Regions from separate parts of the Mus musculus genome. Here region 1 is linked to region 2. The links are chromatin contacts, called in public promoter capture Hi-C maps. All regions are on one chromosome and are shown on one strand. Each heading gives the region's core, a stretch centred on a gene start, on an enhancer-like site or on the middle of the called end of the contact. The rest is flanking DNA. Distances are from core to core; before and after follow the strand shown.

What was found. Promoter capture Hi-C pulls out the DNA fragments that hold promoters and counts their contacts.
Region 1: a contact with region 2 is called in a promoter capture Hi-C map of liver. The contact joins the enhancer-like site here to the promoter of Kif21a in region 2. A contact is called at or near these places in 3 of 39 promoter capture datasets (the 3T3-L1 cell line, 3T3-L1-derived adipocytes and liver), 3 of 484 Hi-C or Micro-C datasets (bone marrow-derived macrophages, liver and nephron progenitors) and 2 of 115 datasets of contacts at active chromatin or transcription factors (both in embryonic stem cells).

The regions. Positions count from the first base shown.
Region 1 is chr15:91,273,489-91,278,854 of GRCm38.p6, forward strand. Slc2a13 (solute carrier family 2 (facilitated glucose transporter), member 13) reads right to left here. Exons shown (of 10, transcript NM_001033633.3): 8 at 2,879-3,000; 9 at 2,575-2,727. Among named protein-coding and RNA genes, the nearest start is that of CN725425, 77 kb to the left of the region's middle. Within about 2 kb of position 2,648, at least 5 of the 459 cell types and tissues checked have an H3K27ac peak or open chromatin away from gene starts, as enhancers often do. A contact at or near this core is called in liver, where this site is marked.
Region 2 is chr15:91,045,984-91,051,272 of GRCm38.p6, forward strand. It overlaps Kif21a (kinesin family member 21A), which reads right to left and starts at 3,968. Exons shown (of 37, transcript NM_001109040.2): 1 at 3,676-3,968. The coding sequence starts at 3,719. It overlaps Gm52215, which reads left to right. Exons shown (of 2, transcript XM_030248879.1): 1 at 1-1,965; 2 at 2,962-3,918. The coding sequence starts at 3,229. The coding sequence ends at 3,894. Gm36710 (a long non-coding RNA gene) reads right to left here and starts at 5,070. Exons shown (of 2, transcript XR_384343.1): 1 at 5,015-5,070; 2 at 4,740-4,921.

The sequences.
Region 1 (5,366 bases), core at 1,398-3,897, 230 kb after region 2:
GTTTCTCTGTATAGCCCTGGCTGTCCTGGAACTCACTTTGTAGACCAGCCTGGCCCCGAACTCAGAAAGCCACCTTTCTCTACATTTCAGTTTCAATACTCCAATAATGGATAACTTTAGTATACGGCTCTCTATGGGATTCATTTAGCTGCACATGCTATGCACAGGTTTTGTGCTGGTTTTACCCTTATTATTCTTAGTAATGAGTGCCATTGAACAACCTTACAATGCAAGTCTAAGTCCTGATGCTTAGGAAGGATTCAAAACTTGAGATCTTATAAAACAAAAAACTAACAAACAAACAAACAAACAAAAAAAAACACAATTGAAAAAAAATGGAGGAAAGAGGATATGGGTATTTTCATGGAAATATAGCATCAGGATGCATATTTACTAATCAGGCATATAAAACTACACTTTCATAAATCATTAGCCTACAAATTAAAACATGAGCCCCAAAGTCTAACCAGACTGGCCACATGACCCCACTGTTAGTAGAACTAAGGGGCCAGGGTATTGACTGGAGGGAAGCATGGCTTCTTCCTCCCTGAGCACTCCTGACAAAAGCCAACTCAGGCCCTATCTAAACCACACAGTCCGCTGCCCACACTTTTTTTTAAGAGGTCAAATTTGCTCTCACATTTCTTTAAACCCATGTGGTACACGTAAGGGCACGACATGCAAAACTACTGAGAAGAGCGGTCTGGTGCCCTCTGATGCTTCCTACCTCACCTCATCAACGAAGAGCATTTTGCTAGTGAAAGTTTTAATGCATGGGTTTTTGTTATGCAGGTCGCTATAAAAAATGTTTCTTGGACTGTCAGCCTATACCGAGAATGCTTCATGTATGTAAGCATTGTCAAGAATCATCGGTGACAAGGAGTGCCTGTCATTATGCCATGAAAACAAGTCTGTGAGCTCAGTGAAACAGTTTTAGCTGTTAAAAGGTATAGAGCCGGATTCTCTAAACATACCACCAGCTTACCATTTCCTTCCCAAGAAAACAAATGTTTCTAGATCAGCGGTTCTCAACCTGTGTACCATGACTATTGGAAAACACATATTTATGATGATCTTAGTAACTAAAACAACACAGCCACAAAATTACAAGTCATGAAGTAGCAACAAAAGTACATTTATGGTTAGGCATTCCTTAAGACCACCGAGAATACGTGTTTACTGATGGTCGTGACCCACAGGTTAAGAACTGTTGTTCTAGATGTTCCAAGTAGGAGAGAAGATAACGAACCATTGGCGTCAGAGTACTAACTACAGCAATACTGTAGCAGAAGGTCCTGAAGACAGAGGAAAGAGGTTTGTACCATTCTTCACAGGTGTCATTCTTACACAGGTGAACATGATGCTTGCCCTTCTAGTCCCCTGGCAAGAGCCAGGAACACAGTGTTGGATGAAGCACAAGCCTGGCTTCTTGGGCCCTCTGGTATATATGGTAAAGGTAGGGGTATGCCCAGAGCATGCGATAGGAGGCCTGCTGGGGATGCATTAGAAGGGACTAGACAGATAATATTTTACATACATCACATGGAGATATGAGTACAGTGACTTTACATTCCATCTTTAAAAAATCCTATAGGTGCAACAACATTATGAACTAACCAGTACCCCAGAGCTCTTGACTCTAGCTGCATATGTGTCAAAAGATGGCCTAGTCGGACATCACTGGAAAGAGAGGCCCATTGGACTTGCAAACTTTATATGCCCCAGTACAGGGGAATGCCAGGGCCAAAAAGTGGGAGTGGGTGGGTAGGGGAGTGGGGGGGGAGGGTATGGGGGGCTTTTGGGATAGCATTGGAAATGTAAATGAGGAAAATACCTAATAAAACATATAAAAAATTATCCCAACTTAATATCATCACAACTGATAAAATCATGTAGACAAGGCAACTATGTGTGTGATGGGTGGAGGGCTGGGAAGGGACAGAACAAGATCTTTAGACTTTAGTAAACACAGGTTTGAAATCGATTTGCAAAGAACTTCTGTACTGTGCCATTACCCACCAGTGTTTCTCTAAAGCTGCAGTCTCTACACAGTTTTATTTCAAGGCTTTTGTTTCTGGGTCTGAAAGTGGTTAAGTGCTGGGCCCCATGGTGCCAGAATGCATGTCCTGGCTGGATAGATGACTCGGTGAATGGCACAGTGTCCTACATGGGTGAGCTATTCTCAGGCTTACACTCTGCTTAGGTGTGGGGCTCCAGCCTTCCCAAGGGGCATCTCATCAGCCCTGTTTCCGGTGCCTTATCATTTTCTGTTTGCTTCCTTGTTAAACGGGAAGCTGTGCTGTAAGGATTTCTATCCTGGCAGGCATGGGGATGCTCAGGGATAGAAGAATTGTGGGGTTGGGGGGCACTCATAAGCACTTGGAGACAAGAAGCTTAGGAAAAGAGAGCTCTCCCAGACACATTGTCCAGAACTCTTGTAGTGGTGAAATATGTACAGAGCTACTATGTACAGACAAAACATAAGCATGTAACTGCTCTCACAAATCCAGGGTATCTAAGGATAGAGTACTAGAAATAACAGTGAAAGGGCACTGAAAAAAACCATGCTCTTACCATAGTATGTAAGATACTCTGCTGTGTGTAAAAAGGTCAAAGAAACCAGCACGTTGAAAATCCAGTTTATTCCAGCTGAGCACGCATTTCCTGTACTTCTTGCCCAGAGAGGATAGATTTCAGAGTTCACGGTCCAGGGCATTGGTCCCATTCCTGAGAAGTAAATAATGAAAGCTACAGTAAAAAAAAAAATCACCTATGGGATGAAACACAGTAGCCTGACTCTTCCAAGAGGGGACAATGCAAATGCAAAGAGGTGACAAGGGGACAATGCAATGCAAAGAAGTGACAAAGCCTTGCTTACCAGGTGCAAAGAAAACAAGGTACAACACCAGGCCCACGAGTGCTGTCCAGGAGTAGGGGGTAGGGCAGAAACTGTAAGCCCAGTGAGCACCTTCAGCTTTGAACTTGGTTTCATTATCACACCTGAAAAACAGAAATCAGTTCAGTGTTTAGGACATAGCTGTAGACATTAATGTAATTATAGTGGATGACTTTGGAAATTCTTCAACGTCCTAAGGGAAAAAAGGTGAACATATGTTTTTATTTGTTTTTAGAAAATTCAAATCTTATGTCCTGAACATACATATGCAAATAGTCATATTAAAATGAGAATAAACTGTAGAGTATACATGTAAATCCACACCATTGGAGTTCAGTATAATTCGAGTGGATGGGTCATGCATTGTTTCTTACCCAACTGCCACAACTGAGAGAGAGAGAGAGAGAGACAGACAGACAGACAGACAGACAGAGACAGAGAGACACAGAGAGAGAGAGACAGAGAGACAGAGAGACAGATGGAAAGAGTGAGAGACAGAAACAGACAGACAGACAGACAGACAGAGATAGAGAGACACAGATACAGACAGACACTGCCTGGCAAGGGCTTGAAAACATCAAAGCCTATTGCCAGTGACACACCTCCTCCAACAAGGCCACACCTCATTCAATGAGGCCACACCTCCTAGTCCTCCCCAACAGTTATACTAACTGGGTACTGAGCATTCAAGAATATTACTGTATGGGGGCCATTCTCATTCACACCCAAATACAAAATACATTCAGTCCAATGCCAAAAATTCTTCATAGCCTTTTAGTGCCATTACTGTTTAAAAGTTCAAAGTCTGTTCTGAGACCCATGGCAATCTTTAAACTATACTTCCTATAGAATCAAAATCAAAAGAGCAAGTAATTTCCAATGTACAATGGCACAGAATATACATCACCACTCCAAAAGGGTGGAAAGAAAGCATAGTGAGGGAACACGGGTCCAAAACAACAGCAAAATCCAGAAGGGCAAACCCCAGAGTTCTGTATTTCTATGTCCAAGGACAAATCTCTCTTCAGAGATCCAACTCCTTCCAGCTTTGTTGCCTGCTACTTAGCTTTCCTCCTTTTGGGCTGGTCCACACCCTGTCTGAAATACTCCTTAGCAGGTATCTCAAGGGCCTGGCATCTCCAGTGTCTTGGTGTCTCCAACATAACCCTGGCTTTACCATCACAACCTCATTCTGGGATACCCCTGCCTTGTTGTAGGCCTCAGCAGCTTTCCCTAACTGTAGAGGGATATTCTACAACCCTTTTCATGTGTCATTCTTGACTCTAAATCCAGAACCACGTGACCAGAGCTGACAAGCTCTGCTGTTTGTTGGGGCTGGAACCTGGCTCTTTCCTAGAATTACATTTCCATAAACTTCCTGTTGTTTTTTGGGCCAAGGAAATCCCTTAGTGTTTTCCTTTCACAGATTGTTGTCAGGAGAGTATCATTCCTATCCTTCCACTGGGCAACAGGCTTTTCATTATATGTCTCATCTCCTTGAGCACAAGACTTGGCTACATTTCCTGGTGTTCTCTTTCTCTTCAAACTGTACAGTTTGTATCTTTCTTTGCCCTCCTTGCTCCTTTTCATTATTGATCTGTGAGAAGTGGCCATCAGGGACTTAGAGAGGGAGAGTTGGCCCCATCTCTCACCTCAGCAAAAAAAAAAAAAGGAGAGCTGGCCCTGGTGATGCGGGCACAGGAATGAGTGGCTGGCTGACCAACTTAGCTTCCACCTGGGTCCAGATTCAGCTTTTTGAGTTAACCTATTCCAATATCTACCCTGTCTATGAACTGCTAGAGCAACTGACAGACAGACAGACATATCCAAAGCTTCAGGATCACCATGACAGAGGGCAACAACAAGATATCTGAGAGGAGAGACCTGGTAAGGATTCAGTATTGATAGTGTAGTAGAAACCAGAGGCTTCAAACCAGACCAAGGACTCATCGCAATGAACATTTGCAACTAAATGCTGTATGGGCAAAAGGCTATACTGTACGACACACTGTGTCACACCACCGCTTACATGGCAAGATGTTTTTTGTTTGGTTTATTATTTTTTTTATTCTTTATTTTTGCTGTAGGGGAAATTGTAAGGGTGGATATGAAGGGACCAGGAGATGAGTGGGCCTGGGGTGCATGAAGTGAAATTCACAAAGAATAAAAAAAAAGTTTAAAAAGTTTAATGAACATTAATAACCAGGTGACACAGTTAACACCAAGCGATCTTAAAGTTTCCTCTGGAAATGGCATTAATTCAAAACTCTTCAGTTTAGCTTCAGACGTATTTTTCACTCAAGGGTAAAATGCAAGCATATTCTTTGCCAAAATATCACAAGAATGATCTATACGCTAGTTGATAACATCCTTCCCTATAAAACATGTTGAGCAGGTCCTGAATATTCCAAACCACCCAGAGGATTAATGTCTTCCAAGTTCCTACTAGAATGGCCCATCAAGTTCTGCT
Region 2 (5,289 bases), core at 2,718-5,217:
TGAAGCTGCAACCAAAGGAAAACTACTCTGAGAAGATAAAATAGTTAATCCACAGGGAAAAACAAATGAAATACAGTTAGTTCATAAGTGCCCATCCAGTTCAGAGGGAAATACTAAAATACCAGCAAGTTTGCTGCTTATGATTAAAACTCCTCTAGTCATATCAAGTATATTTTGCCTTTTACAAATATGCATCTTGCTTTCTAATCTGGATAATGCCAGATCATGAATGATTTTGACAAATAATAATAATAATAATAATAATAATAATAATGATGATGATGATGATGATGATTTCTGAGTCAGAATCTCACAGGCATGTAGTATGTCTTAGGGAAGAAAATCCAGAATAATAAATATTGCATTGTTTTGGAAGAAAAATCAATGAGAAAGAGCAGATTATGGTATTAGCCTCCAGGGTAATTTCTGTTTTCATGGCTTCACTAAACTGAAAGTCCTGGTACACATTCGCTACCCCATAATTACTCATCAGAATAGTAAGCAATTAGCAAATCAGACAGCAGGAGGGCAAGCAGCAACGATAGTGAAATATGAAACCTGAAACCCAGTGCCATCCTAACTAATAAACTCGTTCCACCACACCTTTCACACTTATGTGCTGGTTACTTTTTGTCAACTTTACACAAACTCGAAGAACCTCAAGTGAGGCGTTGCCTCCATCAGACTGGCCTGTGGGCGTGTCTGCAGGCATGTTCTTGACCAATGATAGATGTGGGCGGGCCCAGCACAGTTGGCACTACCTCTAGATGGCTGGCCCTGGTTTATATATGAAAACACTGTTCCTCCACAGTTCACGCTTGAGTTGCTGCCCTGACTTCCCTCAATGATAGACTGTGATCAGGATGTGTAAGGTCAAATAAACTCTTTCCTCCCCGAGTTATTTCTGGTCCTTGTGTTTATTACAGCAACAGAGAGCAAAGTAGGGCAGTTAGTAACCCCTATCTGAAGATAAAGAATTAACCCATGTTGTATAAATAAAAGGATTTCGCTGACTTTCAACTTCTACCTCTTTGGTCTCTTCTCTCTTTCCTTTCTATTACTTCCTAAACTAACGATCCCAGCCCTCAGGACAAAGGAGGCTGATATAAGTGGCGCTCCCAGTTCCAAGCTAACCAGTGCAACCCAATGAGACCCTGCCTCAAATAAATAAAAAACATAGCAAGCTTCAGTAAGGCAAGAACACAGCAAACTGAACCACAAATTTGAGCAGGGCCTGGTGGCGCACTCCTTTAGGCCCAACACTCAGGAGGCAGAGGCAGTTGGATCTCTGCGTTCAAGGCCAGCATGGCCTACAAAGTGAGTTCCAGGACAGCCAGGGCTACACAGAGAAACCCTGTCTCGAAAAACCAAAATAATAATAATAATAATAATAATAATAATAATAATAATTTAAACTTAAATTTTAGTTATGGAGCTTAACCATATTTCAGGTGTTTGGCTGCCACATTGAACTTTCTGAATCAATATCCCTTCTCAATGAAAGACAACCTACAGACAACTCAAACACCAAAATATCCCCCGAAACAGAGTAAAAACCATTCTCCCTCAGCTAGAAACTTTCTGCTCAGCATCTTTCCCGGGCGCTTATTTTACAAACCCTCTAAGCCCACTAGAACACACGCACCTGGAGAACGCACTTGCTTTTATGAAAGAACAGCCCAATTCTCCACTGCTCATCGTCTCGTTGTCGTAAAGGAGAAAGAGGGCCAAATCCTCTGTTAATTCTCTGTCTAGACCCAACATTTGTATGCATTTACTTCTCCACAACTGGAAAGCAGACTGGATTGGAGGACCCGGGGAGTGTTCAGTTCACTCCCTCTCGTGGTGAACTCGCTCTCCTCTAAGATGTCCAGATAGAAATAGTCTGCCAAGGCTATTCACTTGTAATTGACCTAGTCTAGGATCGGGAAGATGCTGACGACCTTTTACACTGAGTAAAACGAGGTAAGGCATAGCCCTGTCTCTCACCTGCACAGGCACGGGGGTAAGAACCAGGGCTGCACATGTAAGCTTTCTGGGTTGTAACTCTCTTTCCGTCTATGCTATCAGTTTAATTTTGGAAGGTTGACTTAATAATCTTCCTGTCCCCGTCAGTAAGAAAGACATAAAAAAAAAAAAAAAAAAAAAAAAAAAAAAAAAAAAAACAGCTTTAAAGTCACAGATTATGAGGAATAAGCTTTTTACCTGATCTAAAACATGTGACGGTTTTACGACTCTTTACACACTTCCGTTGTAAAACATTTGAAATTTTTTATTCCCCTTTTCTGTTATTCCTGGACTATATCTTCCATTACTAGATGAGACTGTTCTTCCTATTCATCCTACTAGCTTTCGTTTGGCCTTAAAATATGAATCATGTGTGCATCAGGACCAGGGACGTGGAAGGCAAAGACAGGAAGGCCATTAAGGGCCAGACCTAATAAAACCGTCACCTCCATTCTATGGTAATTCCATTATCTGCAGAATAAAGGAATCAAAATACCTTCCCATTTCTTTTTATTCTTTTTTTGTTTTGTTTTGTTTTGTTTTGTTTTGTTTTTCGAGACAGGGTTTCTCTGTGTAGCCCTGGCTGTCCTGGAACTCACTCTGTAGACCAGACTGGTCTTGAACTCAGAAATCCGCCTGCCACTGCCTCCCAAGTGCTGGGATTAGGGCATGTGCCACCACTGCCCAGCTTTAAGACAATTAAAGACCCAGGACATGCAAAACTGCCACTTCTGGGCTTAATCAAGATTTGTCACTAAAATAACCATAGGAACGCTTACATTATGTAACTTTCAATTTTTCGACTAAGGCGCTGACAGATGTTTACGAATTCTGGCTTTCTCTGAAGACAGGCTCTCTTTATAATCTTTATATTGTAACTGAGTTAACAGTATACTATCAGAGCAATGGAAGCCATGCACTTGGTCTAAGAGGAATGCTTCATTAATTTTTCAGTGTGATGATGCTGCAGTTTTCCAAGAGCAACTGTCGGAGTTCTTGCGATGCATCAAAACAGCCAAACTACACCGAATGTCCATGTCACCGTCACTAACCACAACAAGGTGACACAGCCAGCATTTCAAAACTCAACCCCAGGCGTATGTGATGTCACTGTCAACATCCAAGGTGCTTAACTAACCTCAGGTTGTTTCTCCCAGTCGCCCATCTAACCCTCCGGCTGGCTGACGTTGCCTGCCTTCTCCAGACCTCCCGCGGGTGCCTATGTCCCGCAACACACTCCCTACCAGCACACCTGCGAGGCCAGGTGTCGCGACGCACGCCATCGCGGGGACCCGAGTGGGCGCGGGCGGCGCGCTTGTCACCGCGACGCTTTGTCTGCGGCTCCGAACCCAGCCGGCGCGGCAGGGGCTGGGCTGGAGAGGAGGGAGTGGGGGGTGGGGACAGACACCTCGGGCCCACCTGCAGGGCGGCAGCGGCGACTCCCGGGGACACCGGGCGACGCTCACCCGGAGGCCAAACGCGAGGCGTCCGTGCGTGCAGCGAGCGGCGCCCGATCCTCCGGGGTGTGGGGGTGCGGGGCAGCCACTGCTGTTCCCCCGAGAAGCAGCGATGCGACGCACCGGCCCCGGAGCGGGCAGCAGGAGAGTCCGCCCGCCCGCTCGTCCGCTTGCTGGCTTCAGCTTTCCTTCCTGTCCACCCGCAGCTCACCTGACAGCCACGCGCACCGAGCTCTCGTCCGCAGCGCCCAACATGCCTGCGGCCGCCCGGGGCTCAGCTCCGTGCCGAGCGCTCCGGGCAGGCGGCGGCGGTGGTGACGGCGGCGGCGGCGGTGACGGTGACGGTGGCGAGGGCTCAGCGCCGTGCTCCAGCCATGTTGGGCGACTGAATGGAAAGGTGGCGGCGCGGAGGCGCGGGAGGGGGCGGTGACTCAGGGCGGCGCCGCCCCTTGCCCCCACTCGCCAGGCTCCGCGCTGCCCTGCGTCAGCCGTGGCCGGTCCGGTGCGCCCCGCCCCGGCGGCACGGCCAGGCGGGCGCGGCACCGCGCGGAGGCGAGCCGACCCCCCCTCCCCCTCCCATCCACCGGAGGCGCGTCCCCGCAGCCACCTGCCCCCTCTGTGGCACGGACCTTGACCCCTTTCCCAAACCTGGCCCTGTCCTCTGCCCGATCTCTTGGGACGTGGAACGATTTTCCACCCCTCTGCCTCTTCAGTGCATTACTGTTCGGTCCTATGCACATGCAAAGTGCTCCGGGCCCTGGTACTGCCAAGCATTTCCACAACTGCTTTCCATGGAGGCGTGCAGCGTGGTAAATCCTTGCAAACGGATTTTCTTTCCCTGCTGGCCTTTCAAAAGCTCCTCCGGGATCCCGAGATTCTGTCAACAGTGTCCCATTGTGTGTTCTGCACGTCATCATTGTCCTTCCACATGCCTTTAGATAGCTCTGTGGAAACAGCCTTTGTTAGCTTTGCCACAGAGTATCTTTTGTGGACTGTTCCGTACATTTCAGTAAATAAACATGTGGGTTCATACAAAACAGTATAATAGATTAAATGTCGCTATCTAAATAAAAGCACTGGCCCAAGCAGATAAAAACTAAAATCACACACCTGATCGCCCTGCTCAGAGAGTGTCCTAGAACACAGTGTATATTGGGTTCAGAAAGAAGTTTGAACCTTGTATACCCATGGGTAGATGGCCTATGGTATTTATTCTTAGAGGCAGTCCTATGTACTTTGTTTCTTACCTTTAAATCGTTACAGACAACATAGGTGGAAGGTAAAAAAAAACTTTATAATGTCCCTTTGTGTGACAAACTGGTAACAAAGCTGTCCTCCGGCCTCTCCCTGGAGAGCCTTCCCTAGCCTCGATATTTCTCCACCAACATAATGGAGCCACATTTTGTCCTAACTTGACAGGTCCAGGCGTGGATGGATCTGGTCTGACCACCTCGTTTCTGCGATAAAGGACAAGAACAAGAGATCAACCTACAGCAACAAAGCAACATATATTACCTTCTCAAAGTCTTCACTTTAGATAGCAACAGTACCTATGTGTCTCAAAAAAGAGCTGTCACAAATCATGTGCTTCAAGAACTGGGCAGGTAGCTTAAGGAAGTGGAGGAAGCAAAGTCGAGAATATATAAAATAAAACCGAGAAGGCGGGCCCCTTCCTAAGGAAGTAGCTGTCCCCATTCTGCCTGGACTAGATCTACTGGCACCCAGATCCTGTGTGGCCACATTTTTGGTTTGGTTGTATGTTTGTTGTTCCTCAAGTGAAAAAGAAAAATCAAATCCTTATGTGAAAAACGCCTTAGTTTTAAAG